Linked DNA regions of Mus musculus: region 2 is linked to region 1. Evidence: chromatin contacts called from public HiChIP or PLAC-seq data. All regions are on one chromosome and are shown on one strand. Each heading gives the region's core, a stretch centred on a gene start, on an enhancer-like site or on the middle of the called end of the contact. The rest is flanking DNA. Distances are from core to core; before and after follow the strand shown. Region 1 overlaps Aopep (aminopeptidase O). Region 2 overlaps Fancc (Fanconi anemia, complementation group C).

The links. HiChIP or PLAC-seq counts read pairs in DNA pulled down with a chosen protein or histone mark.
Region 2: a contact with region 1 is called in an H3K27ac HiChIP or PLAC-seq map of large pre-B cells, with 2.2 times the contacts expected there. The contact joins two enhancer-like sites. A contact is called at or near these places in 4 of 39 promoter capture datasets (the C10 cell line, cranial neural crest, embryonic stem cells and 1 more), 1 of 15 datasets of contacts at CTCF or cohesin (the NIH/3T3 cell line), 5 of 484 Hi-C or Micro-C datasets (Sertoli cells, bone marrow-derived macrophages, cortical neurons and 2 more), 5 of 115 datasets of contacts at active chromatin or transcription factors (T-cell acute lymphoblastic leukemia, craniofacial prominence, embryonic stem cells and 2 more) and 3 of 9 other capture datasets (adipose tissue, liver and pancreatic islet).

The regions. Positions count from the first base shown.
Region 1 is chr13:63,185,534-63,188,904 of GRCm38.p6, reverse strand. The region is part of intron 7 of Aopep (aminopeptidase O); the gene reads right to left. Among named protein-coding and RNA genes, the nearest start is that of Gm30409, 55 kb to the right of the region's middle. Within about 2 kb of position 1,599, at least 153 of the 459 cell types and tissues checked have an H3K27ac peak or open chromatin away from gene starts, as enhancers often do. A contact at or near this core is called in T-cell acute lymphoblastic leukemia, where this site is marked.
Region 2 is chr13:63,312,830-63,316,200 of GRCm38.p6, reverse strand. The region is part of intron 14 of Fancc (Fanconi anemia, complementation group C); the gene reads left to right. It also overlaps a transcript of Aopep not described here. Among named protein-coding and RNA genes, the nearest start is that of Mir3074-1, 13 kb to the right of the region's middle. Within about 2 kb of position 1,845, at least 39 of the 459 cell types and tissues checked have an H3K27ac peak or open chromatin away from gene starts, as enhancers often do. A contact at or near this core is called in T-cell acute lymphoblastic leukemia, where this site is marked.

The DNA.
Region 1 (3,371 bases), core at 350-2,849:
GATGCAAATCTCTGTTCACTGGCTGGCTTCCAGCTCCGGTTCCCAATGACACCTTTAATGGCTGTTTTTCCTTTTGCCTAGAAATGACCTTCCATAAAACACTCCTCTTACAATTTATTCTTCCCTCCTCTCCAAATGAATAATTATTTAAAACAGTCCTTTACGTTGACAGGATCCCTAGCAGGGATACAAGCTCTCAGAGATTCCTGTTAAAGTGGACATAGGGCTAAAGCGAGCAGGGCACAGGCAAGCTCTGCAAGACTCAGGAGGAGGCTTTCAGGAGGAAAGACACTCCATCAGCAGAGACCACGAGCTTCTGTCTCTGGGATACCGCCACATGTCATGGTGCCAGCTCTATGCAGAGACACGATACAGAAAAGGCAGGAACCAAGTCTAGCCTGCCTCTCACAGTCACACAGAGGAAGCTCTCACACCCACCAGGTGCACATATAGATGAACCTTCCCACTTCTACTTCTGGAATCCCAGAACCCAGCAACACTGGCCTCTAGCTACAGATGGGAAGAGCAGACTCCTTGCAGAGGGTGAATGAGTAGTATGACTCCCTGGAGCAATCTAGCAACGATGTGTGCATTTTACTGCACATGTTTTATTTTAACTTAAAATGTTAAGGAAAAGCTGAGCATTCTAATGAATGGCTAAAGTCCCAGTATCTTAGAGGTTGGAGCAGGAAGAGACAATATGCAGCTAGGCAGAGCTACAAAGTGAGATTTTTCTCTCAAGAGAACCCAATCAGATAAATGAAATCCCAAAAAGGAAACTTTTTAAAAGTTAAGAAAACATGCAAATAAAACAGTATCCACTTTTCCCTCAGATCAGTGGACACATGGGTAGCAAAATGGAGTTTACAACTTTTGTGCCACAAAGGACTGGAAACAAATACAAGGGGGGGGGGCAGTAGAGGAAGTGGAGGTTGGGCTTGGAGAAACTTTTGCTTCTCTCACTGCAGACAACTGCTTACTACTATACTTCTTCTGTCCACTCACCCTCAACCTCTAGATGACAGAGGACGCTGTAGCAGCCACTCTGCAACCATAAGGTAGTGAGTCAGTGTACCCAGAGAGCAGAGGGGATAAACCCACGGTAAACCTTCTCTCTGGCATAAACTGAGCCCCACGTTAGCCCAGACTGCCTGCCTTCTGCCTGCTTCCTGTGTAAGAAACATATACACCATGTGTTGAGGTCAACTTTCCTTTACAGTCCATTATCCATACCCAGGTGCACACATGGCGGATGGAAAGCTGGGGTAGCACTAACAGCAACGTGGCCTGGGGAAGACCAGGGCCTCTGTGCTGTGAACTATGAGTCCTCTTCAGCACCCCGCCTCCCTTACAAGAACCTGATGAGGAAGGAGTTGTGAGGATGCCTATTAGGAGCTGAAGAACAGGGGTGGGTAGAAAAGATCATATACTCCAGGGCTTCCTCGAGAGGAAGGCCCTTACATAGCTCCGCAAAATCCTCAGGAGTGAGTCAGAGACTCTCTTTCCTTCTTAGAAGCTTTCTTTCCTCACTGCACAGCCTATGATGAAGTTCATATAACTAAAACCACGGTGTAAAAGCAAAGTGTTAGTCATGCTGCAGCTAGCAGGCTCCAGTTTACCCCTCTCCTGACATGCATGGAATGTGGGTGATCAAGTTACCAAGGTCGTCTGGGCTCATATGCTCTTGGTTTCTGTTGTACCTGGCACCAAATACAACAACCGAGGTGAACACGACCTTCCTCGACTCTACCCTGCCTCTCCTGCACACTCACAGAAGCTATCTGAATACTTTCTGAGTGATGGTTGTATCTGACGCATAGGGATTCCATTTGGAAAGGGGAGCCTTAAGAAAGGGCTGGTCCTTCTCAGCTATGATCAGGGGTAAAATTAAGAGAACGGCCTCTGTGAGGTGCTTAGTCACTTAGGTGTTTGGTTCTGTCTGACCTGCCCAGCTCACACAGATTATCTGCCAGCATCCCTCTTGTGCTTGTGGATGCCAGCTGCCAACTGCCACTATATGCTACTTGTCAAAGGTAGCCACCCCAACAAGGAGCAGAGCTTCATTTACACCCTAACTCTGAGGAAGTGAAACTCTTAAGTAGAAACTGCCTCTAAGTTCCATCTGAAATCCATAGGCACCTTGAAGACTAACAGGCAAAGTGCATGCTGGCTAAACACTTGGCTGTGAACACTGGGTGGGTGTGCCATGTGCAGCCCCATGAAGCAGAGTTCCCTCATCAGCAAAATCAAGAGATGGTGGCTGCTAAGACAGCTCAGTACAAGCATGGATGAACCCTAGTACCAACAGAAGTGCCAGGTGGAAAGTGGAGATGGGGAGAATGCTGGATAGATCAGCCAGAACGAGGAGATCCTGCCTCAGCGCATAAGGTACAGAGAGGTCAGAGAAGACACTCCAGAGGATGCATGTAGACAAGTGCTTTCACGCTTGCTAACATACCAACACAGTGCACACTATACTCACACACACACACACACCCCACTGCATACAAATGAAGCCTTAAGTCTTTGCAGCCTTTGTCTTTAAGCTGTTCTCTGATACCTCATTATCATCATCTCACAAAAAGGAGCAGTGAAATCCCAGTGCTGCTTAGAGCTGCAGGAAGTTGCACCCACCCTTCACCCACAGCTCACAGCACTCTGGGAAGAATGCACGGAACTCAGAGGTGAGGATGGACTATTTGGTTTTTGCAACACCTTTGTGTATAAAATGGCCAAAAGGAACAAAGACTTGCTGCCAGCTAGCACTTGCAGCGTCAATAAAGTGAACAGGGCAAACGCTGTGGACACTTGAACTAATATTGTGTGGGAGACTCTAAGCTTATCAAATAGATTTAACTGCGAGTCTAGCGAGTTTACTTGGAGGAGTTTCCTAGCAGGACCATTTGCCTGCATTAGATGCAGCCAGTGGAGTATCTATCACCCTAGTGCTGCTGACAAGGGCAATTGCTAAGATGACTTGGGGCAGAAGGAGGTGTGTTCAGAGGATCATGAGCAACACATGAAGGAGAGGTCACCTGCTAAACCAGGCAAGAAAGAACAGCTGGCAGAAAGGTGCAAACTCAAAGGAGTGAACACATTTTGATGAGCTGGGTAGAAAGCAAAGGAGTGAAACTTTATAAAGGACCAACTGTCAGGCGTCTCACATCTTTACTCCCAGCACTGGGGAGGCAGAGGCAGGCAGATATCTGTGGGTAAGAGGCCAGCCTGGACCACAGAGTGAATTCCAGGCCAGTAAGGACTATACTGAGAGAACCTGACTCAAACAAAGAAATTAATAAATTAACAAGCAGCAAGCAGCAATCATCACAAACCCAAAATGCCACATGATTCAGAATGGCAACAAATCTGAA
Region 2 (3,371 bases), core at 596-3,095, 130 kb before region 1:
GCTCCTGCAGAACTAGTAGAGCAACATTGAGAGTCAGGGTGGCATCGTGAGGCCTTTCCACGGGGAATGCTACAGTGATGCAGCCACTGTGAAGGAAGTAGTCTCACTCTACTGTGGGACATAGTGATCCTGTCCCCAGGTCACCCCGAGAACCTGATGGCAGAGGCTAAAACAGGCATGTGTCTTAGGATCTGTGCTGTTGACAGCAGCAAGGAGTGCATGCCTGGATAAGCACGGGTGCTTGTGCACACAACCATGCATTACCCTTTGTCCTTGGAAAGGAAGGCACTTTTGCCACCTGTTACAACATGGGTGAACCGTGAAAGCTTTGTGCTATGTGAAATCAACTCGCTGCAAGGAAATCTGTGAGAGTCATCTGGACTAGCCTGATTCTCAGAAGTAGAACAGAGGCTTCCCAGGGCTGGGAATGGGTGGATGGGCAGTGTCTGGAGATAGGTGCGGTAATGGCTGGACAGTGTTGGTAATGTAGGTGGTATAGGAATCCCAGCACTTGAGATGCAGTAGGAGGATCAGAAGTTCAGGGCCATCCTTGGCCACATGTGAGTTAGAGGCCAGCCTCAGCTCCATGAAATACTCTCTCAAGAGAAACCAAAAAGGTGAACCATAACATTGCCAACCATAGGAGTTATATTTTCAAATTTTAAAAAATTATTAACTTTATAAAAATATGTATCTTGATGAAGTTCTACATACAAAGTAAAAAATAGAATTCATGCAGCCAGCAACTCTACTCAAGAAGGGGCTGGGCTATTCCCAGAGCCCCACCTGGTGTTGGTCTAAATGTGAACTCTAGGAAGGAAGATCAGGAGGCAGATGTGTCCCTGCCAAGAACCCTCTGTGTCAGAGCTCTGACCTCCTGTGCCTGTCCTGCATTAGGGCTGGCCCAGCATAAGAATATATTCAGAAGCCAGGCGTGGTGGCGCACACCTTTAATCCCAGCACTTGGGAGGCAGAGGCAGGCGGATTTCTGAGTTCGAGGCCAGCCTGGTCTACAAAGTGAGTTCCAGGACAGCCAGGGCTATACAGAGAAACCCTGTCTCAACCCCCCCCCCCAAAAAAAAAGAATATATTCAAAAATCTACTGAGCATGGTCCAGTCCTAAAACACATGCCTTCAACAACATGGTAAAGCAGAACATGGCACTGAGGGACAGTCACCAAGACAAATGTTGCCTCATCATACCTTCATCTGCCATGTTGGGTACAGGGGATGTTGGACAAAATATTGCAAAGTATTATGAGTAGATCCTGACTCAGTAATTCCACCTGAAAGTTCCTCAGTTACACCTTAAAGGTTCTGCATACATAGCGTACACAGTCACAGGTGTGTTAATGAGATTGACTGGGGATCAGTTCACAATGTGGACACAACAGAATTATCAGCAGGAAACATCTCAGCCACATGCCTTGGGCTTACCAGCCACCCAAGTTCTCTGCCAGGCCTGCTGCAGCAGCTCTGCCTGTCAGCTTCTTCCTAGGCGGGAGTCAGCGTGAACAGCTAATGTTACATGGACAGTGGCTTTGTGCGGGTTCTTGGATTTCCTGTAGTGTTGATGTGAAAAAGGACCCTGAGAAAAGCAACAGGGGAGGAGATTTATTCTAGCTCACAGTTACAGGGTTCAGTCTATCAATTGCCTAGAGTACAGAGGAAGCCACACACTGCTTCCTCCAAGGAGTGCTCTATCTAGGCCTGTATCAGACTGCCAGGTGCTGTCCTTGTAGATACTGAAAACTGTCATTAACACACAGCCTTCCTTTTGAGGAGGCTTGCCCCAGGCTTCAGGTAGCTGGGCTTTTGGCCCCCCGCCCAGCCAATGGCGAAAGTTATCTATCTACATGCAGCTTAGCCTTTTGCAAAAAGGCACTTCTGAAAGAGCAGTTGTGGGTGTCACCACCCGAGGACCATGGCCTTAGGGCAGATCATGACTGTAAACGCTGAGCTAGCATAGAGCCACTTCCAAGAATGTAGTCTGGCCTCTCTCGGCAGCAAGCTTTGGAGATCTGGATGGGCACTGGAGTGGGCAGCAGCCCACTTCCTTAGGACCTCCTGCCACCCTAGCACTCCCCAGTGTGAGCCTGGGGGATGGGGGATGTTGGCGGCTGGTTCTCTCATGAGCGGTTCTTTCTGGCTTTAGCTTTCTGAGTTGCCATAGTCCTCAGTAACCACCTGCTCTGGCCTTTTCCTCTCTGCCCGCTTGCCGCCCACATGCTTGCTTCCTCACTGGGGCTAGGCTGGGTGCAGAGCACCAGTTTGTGTCTGGAGCCTGCTCCACCCTGCCTGCCCTCCCTGCACTTTTGTGAGTCTCCTCATCCTCTGTTCCACGTCCTTCCTATCAGGTTGACGGCAGTGTGAGATCAGCTCTGAGGGCTCTGCATTTACTGTGGTTCGACTCTTGCACATACTGCAACAGCCCAGGCCTGGGAAAGATTTGAGGTTAGGCTGTGTAGCGACTGCCTACCTGCCCTTGACTGGGCAGCAGTCTGTGCACACAGGGTCTAGACATACATGAAGTCTTTAAGGTACTTAGGAAGGACAGGGTCTGGGTCTAAGGTCACTAGCGCCATGCATCTGGGTCAGATGCCCAGAGCCTGCAGAAGCTGCCAGGCCATCTCAAGCCCCATTACCTTCAGCAGCATGACTACAGTGTGCAATATTGTGATTGCAGCTCTCCCAATCTGTGTTTCACTTTACTGGTAGTCAGAGATTGGAAGGCCAGGAGTGAAGGGTTGCCTGGGCCATGGGCCAGCAAAAGCTCAAAGTCACAGTCATGGCAAATCTAAGGTCACTGGTCACTCTAGAGAGAAGCCTGGTGAGACAAGAGGAAGCTGAGCTGGGACTAAATCTGCAGGCTCTGTGTGCACAACACACAACCAGTGTGTGTCTTCCTCCACAGTTAGTGTCCTGCACATGTGCAGATCATATACACCAGTCTCAATCTCCCCGTCATCTCAACTGAGGTTCTTGGGAAAAAAAGTACTGATGCCAACAAGCAAAACTGTCCCAAGGCTGATGAAAGTTAAATTACTAACCACCCTGCCTGCTGCCCTGGAAGTGGATAGTCCAGGAATGTAAGCTTAAGGCTGCTCGTGTGAAATCTTTGCAGAGAAAGTCAAGTCACAGATGCTGCCTTGCTCCTCACAGCACATAACCCCAAAGCTGTGACACTGTGCTGGGAAGACCTTGCTGCCTCCACAGTGCTTGTATGTGGCTCTGGGGCCTTGTGGGGGAGGCTGGTCATCAGGAAGGGGCCCCTGCAGATAGGCATGATTTGACATTGACCTTGTAAACAAGGCAGAAGTGACCCGTGCTTTCCCTGAAGCCTTCTGCTGAGTGTAGTGGGCAGTATCCCC